Linked DNA regions of Danio rerio: region 2 is linked to region 1. Evidence: chromatin contacts called from public Micro-C data. All regions are on one chromosome and are shown on one strand. Each heading gives the region's core, a stretch centred on a gene start, on an enhancer-like site or on the middle of the called end of the contact. The rest is flanking DNA. Distances are from core to core; before and after follow the strand shown. Region 1 holds the start of crata (carnitine O-acetyltransferase a). Region 2 overlaps fkbp15a (FKBP prolyl isomerase family member 15a).

Region 1 (4,065 bases), core at 652-3,151:
TTTAGCTCCTCTGGGTCCACGATGGGGTCCAGGGCAGCCAGATATCGGTCACATGTTTGTTTGAGAGGTGGCACTGGAAGCTTTGGCAGACCCTCCTGATGGGTCAGGTAGCGGCCAGTAACCCGTGTTACGGACACTGGCTTTACCAGGCCGGAAGGTTTCACCATGCCAGCCTTTACCTAAAAATATCACAGACAATATACGAGTGACTGCATTTCAAATAAATATGTTATTATTTAGTTCCAGTTTCCCCCACAGTCCAAAGACAGGCACCATAGCTGATTTGAATGAACTAAATTGGCTGTAGTGTATGAGTGTGAATGTGAGAGTGTATGGGTGTTTCCCAATACTGGGTTGCAGCTAGAAGAGTATCCACTGTGTAAAACATATGCTGGATAAGAGGTTTATTCTGGTGTGGTGACCCCTGATGAATAAAGAGACTAAGCTGAAGGAAAATTAATGAACTAATATTTATATTAAGAGCTTTTCACACCCTCAAAAAACTACAATTGGTCAGAAATTTTTTTTTTACTTTATTGTGTTTAAACATCATGGATATTTCACAAAACATTGATTTCTTAACTTTTAATCATCTGAATGTAAATTAGGGCTGCACTATATTGGAAAATCCTAACATTGCAATATTTTTTTTTCTGCAGTATATATTGCGATTTATATACACAATTTAACTAGATGTGTTGAATAAATATTTGGAAAGATTTGATCATTTTAGATTGATTGGGATGATTCTATCTGGGAGTGTATATGAATAAAATGTAAAAAACAATCTACAAGCATAGATAAATACAATAAAGAAAAAGATAATACTTAAACTGCGGTTTATTGTTTTCCAAGGAGTCGATCTGTATTCGGATATACAGTAAACTGAATAATCAAATGTAAAATAAAACTGCAAAGTCTTTATTTTATAAACATTTTATCAACTGTACAATTACATAAGCCTGAATACTTTTAAAACCCTCATAGGCCTCAAAAATTTTTTTTATTATTATAATGCAATTATAATCCAGACTCAACATTGCGTATACTCGCAATGTGACTACTGCGAATTGATCACATTGCGATATTAATGCTGAAACGATATATTGAGCAGCTCTAATGTAAATTATTTGTTATGTGTACAAAACAACTGAATATAAACATATCTGAAAGCATAGCACATTTTTTGTTAAACTGTAAGGGGGAAAAAAGGCCTTTTTCTTTAAAAGAAATGACATCAGTAAATTGTAAAATATGGATTTCATTTTACTCAAACTCATAACTATAAATCAGAAATCTAGAGAAAGAAATTATTTTCAAGTTATGTCTTTTTAATAGGTGTGCTTTATACAAATAATATGAAACTTTGCCATTGTAATATATTTATTGTCATTATTTTTGAAGACACTTATGTATTCATCATTATATTAGCATATTAATTTGTACAAAACTATTTAATGTAGTCCTTTATGTATTAATAATTCGACATGGTAAATGCAATGACATATATACTAAAATACACAAGTCAGCACTGCACTTGTCAGTAATTTAACATGACATAAAATTGTCGCGCGTGACATTAACAACAACACAACGTTAGATTCATTTGGAGAGATTAAGTAGAAACCACTTACACATGCACACGATGTAAGTACTTAATTTTAGGAAACTGTCAAGAATGTATTGGTACTTCCTACTAACTACCCTAGCACTGCCGCTATCTCACCATTAACATGAATGTCCCTGAAACATCTCGTCTTACACGCTGTCAGCTAACCTTGTTTATGTCGAATAAAACAACAGACTATCTTTAAAAACAGAATCATGTGTATTGCTTACTCACCATCGTCCTGGCTAAAATGCCCAACATAACTGAAGTTCACTAAAACGCCCCCAAATCGAGGCCTCAGAGGAGGGACAGAAGAGATCACTGCGGTCAGAGTCCAGTAAACGAGAGCTGAAGGAAAACACTGAGCGCCATCACTGCTGCACTGCTCCTTTTCGCCGCTGGGGGCGCGACTATAACAACAAACCAAACACACCCACAAAATGGGTTGCCACATCCACGCGGAAGTTTGCATTCTTTTAAACGGTTGATTTTCTTCCCTTGTTCGAGTAAGTTTTACATATTGTACATATTTAATTGACTAAAATATGGTTTTACTTTAATTCTTATTTGATCTATGATAAAACTGCATTTGATGTTAGAATTTATGAAGGAGGGTCAGTGGTAGTCTTTCAGCTGTGTTCATGATCCCTGCGATATAGTGACTAAAATGTATTTAATGTGTAATAAATTTTGTATAGGTGCATAAAATTTATTTTAAAAATGAAGGTGAAGATTTCAGTTTCACTTTCAAACTAATACTTTTAAATCAAAGGATCCTGAAAAATCACAATACACAAACTAATAAGACTTGCTTTTAACACTTATCAAGTCAATCAAGGACCATAAATACTTGCAAAATAAAATAAAGTTTTGCAAACCCAAAATAAAGTATTGAGCAAAAATAAATAAATGCACACTTTCAAAAGTCTCAAAGCAAAAATAAAAATTGGAGAGATAAAAATGTATTTTGCTAACAAAAATAAAGAACTGCAATGAAAAAAAATTGTTTTAAGAAATAAGAATGAAATTTGCAAACAAAAAAGAACTGCAAATAAAAATCAAGCAGTGCAAAAACACTAAAATATTTCCAATTTAAAAAAACAACTCTATATATTTGCAAAACATTTTATAGCATTGCCTTTACAAAACCCGTCCAGTCATTTGCAATGCTCATTTTGATTTGCTTGTTAGTCAACCATAAGTTTGCAAAGCGGTTTTCACTTTGCACATCACGCTTCTGCGCGTTTCACTCATAGACTGTGGTTTCACTTTGTGGCCCTGATTTGACAAGGGGCGGAGTCAAGGGAACTTGAGCGTTTACAGCAGACCTGGAAACAATGTACCACCATAGTGTACTACCAAAGTGGTCTTACAGCCCAGGTCTGGGCCCTATATTTTAGCCTATGGTCTGGGCCTGCCATAAACACCCAAGTTCCCTTGTATAGTTTGTTTTTGTAAAGGCATTGCTATAAAAATATTTTACAAAAAAATATATTTTTTTAATTGCAAATATTTTAATTTTTGTGCACTGCTTGATTTTTTTTTGCAGTTTTTTTTGTTTGCAAATTTAATTTTTATTTCTGAAAATTAATTTTCCCTTTTGCAATTCTTTACATTTGTTTGCAAAATTTATTTTTATTTCTTCTTTGCTTTGGAAATTTGCATTTATTAATACTTTATTTGCATTTACTCAATACTTTATTTTTTCTTTGCAAAACTTTATTTTATTTTGCAAGTATATATGGCCCTAGATTGACTCCATAATAATGGGTCATAGATGGAAATAGAACATTTTGAGTGCAGTGGGCTACCTTTGGTCTTCATTTGACTGGCAATAAGGATTGTTTTGTTATGCAAACCTGGCAACCCTGTTACCTGCCTCATCTCTTCTCATCTTTTGCTTCATCTTTCTACTGAAAGATCGATAGGTTTCACTGATAATCTGAAATAGAATCTATTTCTATACATAAAGAAGATACTCTGAAGTAATTTTCACAGTAAACTGTTCAAAACAATACTTAACGTAAGTAAAAGTCTGCATTCCAAGGTCCAGAATACCGTACATTTTCCATTAAAACTACTAAATATATATATATATATATATATATATATATATATATATATATATATATATATATATATATATATATATATATATATATATATATATATATATATATATATGTGTGTGTGTGTGTGTGTGTGTGTGTGTGTGTGTGTGTGTGTGTGTGTATGTATGTTACACACTATATATATTTTTACAAATTCCCCTATCTATTTGGAATCGACAATGCAACGTTGTAGCAGCTATTTTTTTCCACATAAATGTACATGGAGATACATGGTAATAGAAAAATATTAATAACCTTTTACAGTTTTTGTAGAGATAATATATATTTTTAAATGTTTACAAAAATAAATAAAAATACGCAGTTTAGAAAATCTAATGCGATTCC
Region 2 (4,127 bases), core at 1,101-3,600, 43 kb before region 1:
CACCTAGCAACAAATTTAGCAACTTTTAACATTCACTTTTAAACTACTTTTAGCAGTTTTTAAAAAGTGACTCAAAAGATGCAATGACATCATCACGCAAAGTAATATGTTATCAAGAACCTATTTATTGTGCATCTGGATGTAATTTTTTATAATATTATATAATACACGGCGCCTCAGAGAATAGAGACATGACGGGCTTACGCTTGTCTTATACTACGTGATGATGTCACTGATATGCAAAAAAGTGAGTGACGTCATCTGGCAACATTTAGCTACTTTTCGGGCAGGTTTTAGCTACTTTTCATTGGAAATAGTTGGCAACACTGCTTTACCTGCACATCAGAAGTGAACAAATGGTGGGGCGGCAGAGTAAAAAGACATCGGTGAAGTGCTACAGAGACACAAACTCTGTTTAAATACTGGGAAAAGATGTTTACTTATACTAACAGAACAACGAATATGATGCACATAAACAATCAGCACAGTAAAAAACATCTGTCACAGACATCTATATGCTAAATTCAAATGACTTGCAGCTCCGCTTGCTTCGACAAGTGCTATGAAGATCACACAGTGCATCAGTGTTTTCATAGCGAATTATGAAGATGCTTTTCAGACAAAGAGATATTTGTTCTGTAACAGAAGCATGTATTAGATTAGTTTTAACCTCTCCTTTTCAAATTAGTTTATGCATATTTTATTCATTTGCCTATTATTGGATATTTAAAAATGTTCAAGATTATCTCTTCTTAAGTGTCTTTATCCTATTCTATAATTAGTAACACTTTACAATTGGATTTCATTATAATTATGATAATAGTATGATAATATTAGTTTATTTACTAACATGAGCTAATAAATGAACCATAGTTGCACAGTATTTTAAAATCATAGTTCAACATTTACTAATGCATTAATAAAATCCAAGTTCATGCTTGTTGGCATTAGTTAAAGCACTGTGAGTTAACATGAACAATGAACAACTTTATTTCCATTAACTAACGTGAACAAACATGAACAAATACAGTAATAAATGTACTGTCCATTGTTTGTTTATGTTAGTTAATACATTAATACAACTAATATTAACTAATACCACCTTGTCGTTAAGTGTGACCCATTAATTATGAAAATGTCTTAACATGTGGCATATTTTTATTAATTTTTGCCAAAAGATGGTATAAATAAAGGAGTTTTAGAAGTTTGAAGAATAAAAGATTTACATTTTACTCAAACAAATGCATATAAATCCAGTCAATTTTTTTGTTTTAAAATGCTTAAATGTTAAATTAAAGGACTTTCTGTAGGAGAAATAGTAAAGTTGGTGGTTAGCATTCCCATGTCAACATGTGATCCTTTTACAGTTTGTTCACAACCTCCTCAGTTTCATACAGTCAAACAAACTGAAAAACTGACTGTTGCTGTGGGAAAGAATCAGATCTAGACTTAGTTTCTAATCTTAAACTTTGATTGTAGTTTATGGACATTCTGATTTGTTTAGTTTACATAAATACCTTCTGCTTAATGCTCTACTTTCTCCTCTATTTCATCGTTATCCTTCGGCATCAACACCTCTTCAGTAGATCCATATTCTTCTTCTGCTTTATCTTCATCTGATTCAAACTCCCAAGATTCTGAGAGGAATTTCATGGTGACGCCCTGCAAATGGATTAAAAATAGTAGCAAGACCAAAAACCATGAGCTAATTAGTCATCAGGCTAGTTTTTAGTGTGTTTTGAATCCTGTAGGTTGAGCATTACCTTGATGGTGTTTTGGAGAATCTGGAGAACTGAATGTCCTCTGTAAGACTCCTGCAGATCAAACTCGGTCCTGAGACACTGAAACACTTCTTTCATCGCTCGCTTTACCTGCACAACATGCAGTTCATCAGCTCAGTTTTTAGGTTTAGACTTTATCAAAGCAGAACTCTCAGTCCAAACCGCTCACCTGAACAGCCAACTGAGTGTCAAACTGCTCATTCATACTTGACGACGTTGTTGTTAGATCCTCACACTAAAATGTATTAAATGAAGGTCAGTTGTAGATTGAAGAAAAAGATCCTCCACCCAAAACTGAAAATGCGTATTATTATCTATCATGCCATCCCACATGTATATGACTTATTTTCAAATTGTTAGAGATAAACAATGTTTCCTGGATCTCATCCGAAGTCATATAATGCTTGTGTAGGGAATGTTTAAAGTTGACGGTGATTTAAATGAACACAATGGCAATCTACATCCTTAAAACTCATGAAACGGTTTCAAAAAACCTTTTCAGCTGTTACATCGCATGATAAACTAGTTTTAAGAGTTCTTGCATAATGTAAACGTGCCTGTTCTTGCAGCTCAGTTATGGCTCCTTCCAGCTTCTCTTGCTCTGCCAGTTCAGCATCACATTTCTTTTGAGCGCTCAACTCAAACTCAGCCTGTAAATGAATACACATATCACAGGAAAAATGCAAAGGTGGCACAGAAACCAAACCTGAAAAGGAATGCACTTTCAAAAATGTGTATTTATTTACAAACACAATTTAATGCAGCATAGCATTTTTACACTGAATTCTGAGCAGACACAGACCCACTTCAGAGCCAACTTAAATTGGCTGTGTAAACATGACTTTAGAGCTATACATAGATTTAATGCTAAAGAAACACAAACACACACACACACCTGCTTCATAAGTGCTTCAGTGGAGTGTCTGGCCTTTCTGAGCTGCATGAGGAGCTGTAGGACCTCCTGCTGACTCCTCTCATGTTCCTCCTCCTGCTCCACAATAATGCGCTCCCGCTCAGCCTTCCACTTCCTCTTTTTCTCTGACAGGACCTGACATTACATGCAGAAACAGCACAATATTTGCTTTCACATTAAACCGCACAAAATGTTTAACCATGTCAGATTTGACAGGAGCTCTTCGCACCTGTTGCAGATTCTCCTTTTCAGCCCTCAGGTCTTGCATCTCCTCATCCATGTTTTGTATAGTGGATTCCAACTCTTTGTACTTCTGCTTCTCTGCCCTCCACCGCTGATCGCTCTGTTCTTCTTTTTTCAAAAGTTCTGAAAACATATATTATCAAAACACTCTTACACAATCTACCAAACAGGGCAGGGGTCTTAGACCAGGCGGGCTCAGCAAACCTCTAAGGGTAAACCCTGTGTATTAAGACTTTTAGGCTGCATGTCCACCGAAGTGTTTTTGCGCTTCTAAAAATGCTCAGCTGTGTACATTTTTGCAGCATAGCATTTTTTCAGTCCGTTGCTATGATACAGAGTATCTTTTAATTTTCTTGTCAGTCTGAAGCCCAGCTCACACTGTGCAATTTACTTTTTTAATAGTTCTTAAACATTTGTAGCATGTCAGACTGCACAAACATATTTCCCAAGTCACACTGTAAGATCTCAGTAGTCACGACACTGACCTGCAGGAGAACTCACCCAGAGTTTGACTTCATCCATACGTGACACTTTCACTATAACACCTCCTGACACAATATTTCAAGGTAAACATAAACAATCTGTAGCAGTAATTTTGTTTACAGTGCGCCTCAATAATAAAAAAAACAGTGGCGGTTTGAAGTTTTCCAGATTGCTATTGGTTCTTGGTTTTACGCTGAAGTCACAGTGCGTGAAAGTGTCTAAAATCTCGCAGGGAAAATCTAATCGCAAAGACCATTAATTGGCTGTGGGTTAAAATATCAAACAAACCATCAAGGACCATATATTTTATCCTAAGATTACAGGAATCTTTTACTATTTTCCAAACTTCACTCAGATGACAAAAACACAGTGTAAGCAGGGCTTTAGTACATGATGTAACTACAGACAAGTCAACCTAGGAAAGTCAATGTACTGTAGTGAGGAAGATAGTAATGGTCTAATATAAGAAAGACCTTGCGAATAGCTGAATTGATTAAAAAAATCGTAAAAAAATTCAAAGGTTTCACTTTAAGGGACTTGGTAAAAAGTCTATTTAAAAAAAAGGGCACTGTTCCTTTTAGATTTGTCCTATAACACAGCTACAACTTTTTAATGGTCAAAAAGTACAACAGGATTGATAACTTTGGTACTACCTGCCACTTGTGCCTCCAGAAGGCTGATCTGAGCACAGTGCTTGTGTTTGTCAT

The links. A called contact is a pair of places that touch in the nucleus more often than the background predicts.
Region 2: a Micro-C map of caudal fin shows a contact between it and region 1, with 2.2 times the contacts expected there. The contact joins the enhancer-like site here to the promoter of crata in region 1. A contact is called at or near these places in 6 of 18 Hi-C or Micro-C datasets (caudal fin, embryo and gastrula embryo).

What each region holds. Positions count from the first base shown.
Region 1 is chr5:33,434,535-33,438,599 of GRCz12tu, reverse strand. It overlaps crata (carnitine O-acetyltransferase a), which reads right to left and starts at 1,901. Exons shown (of 14, transcript NM_001005587.1): 1 at 1,844-1,901; 2 at 1-179. The coding sequence starts at 1,870.
Region 2 is chr5:33,477,589-33,481,715 of GRCz12tu, reverse strand. It overlaps fkbp15a (FKBP prolyl isomerase family member 15a), which reads right to left. Exons shown (of 27, transcript XM_073952309.1): 20 at 4,074-4,127; 21 at 2,924-3,060; 22 at 2,677-2,829; 23 at 2,339-2,431; 24 at 1,951-2,016; 25 at 1,764-1,871; 26 at 1,518-1,662. The coding sequence ends at 1,525. It also overlaps a transcript of lrsam1 not described here. Among named protein-coding and RNA genes, the nearest start is that of lrsam1, 23 kb to the left of the region's middle. Within about 2 kb of position 2,350, at least 2 of the 62 cell types and tissues checked have an H3K27ac peak or open chromatin away from gene starts, as enhancers often do. A contact at or near this core is called in caudal fin, where this site is marked.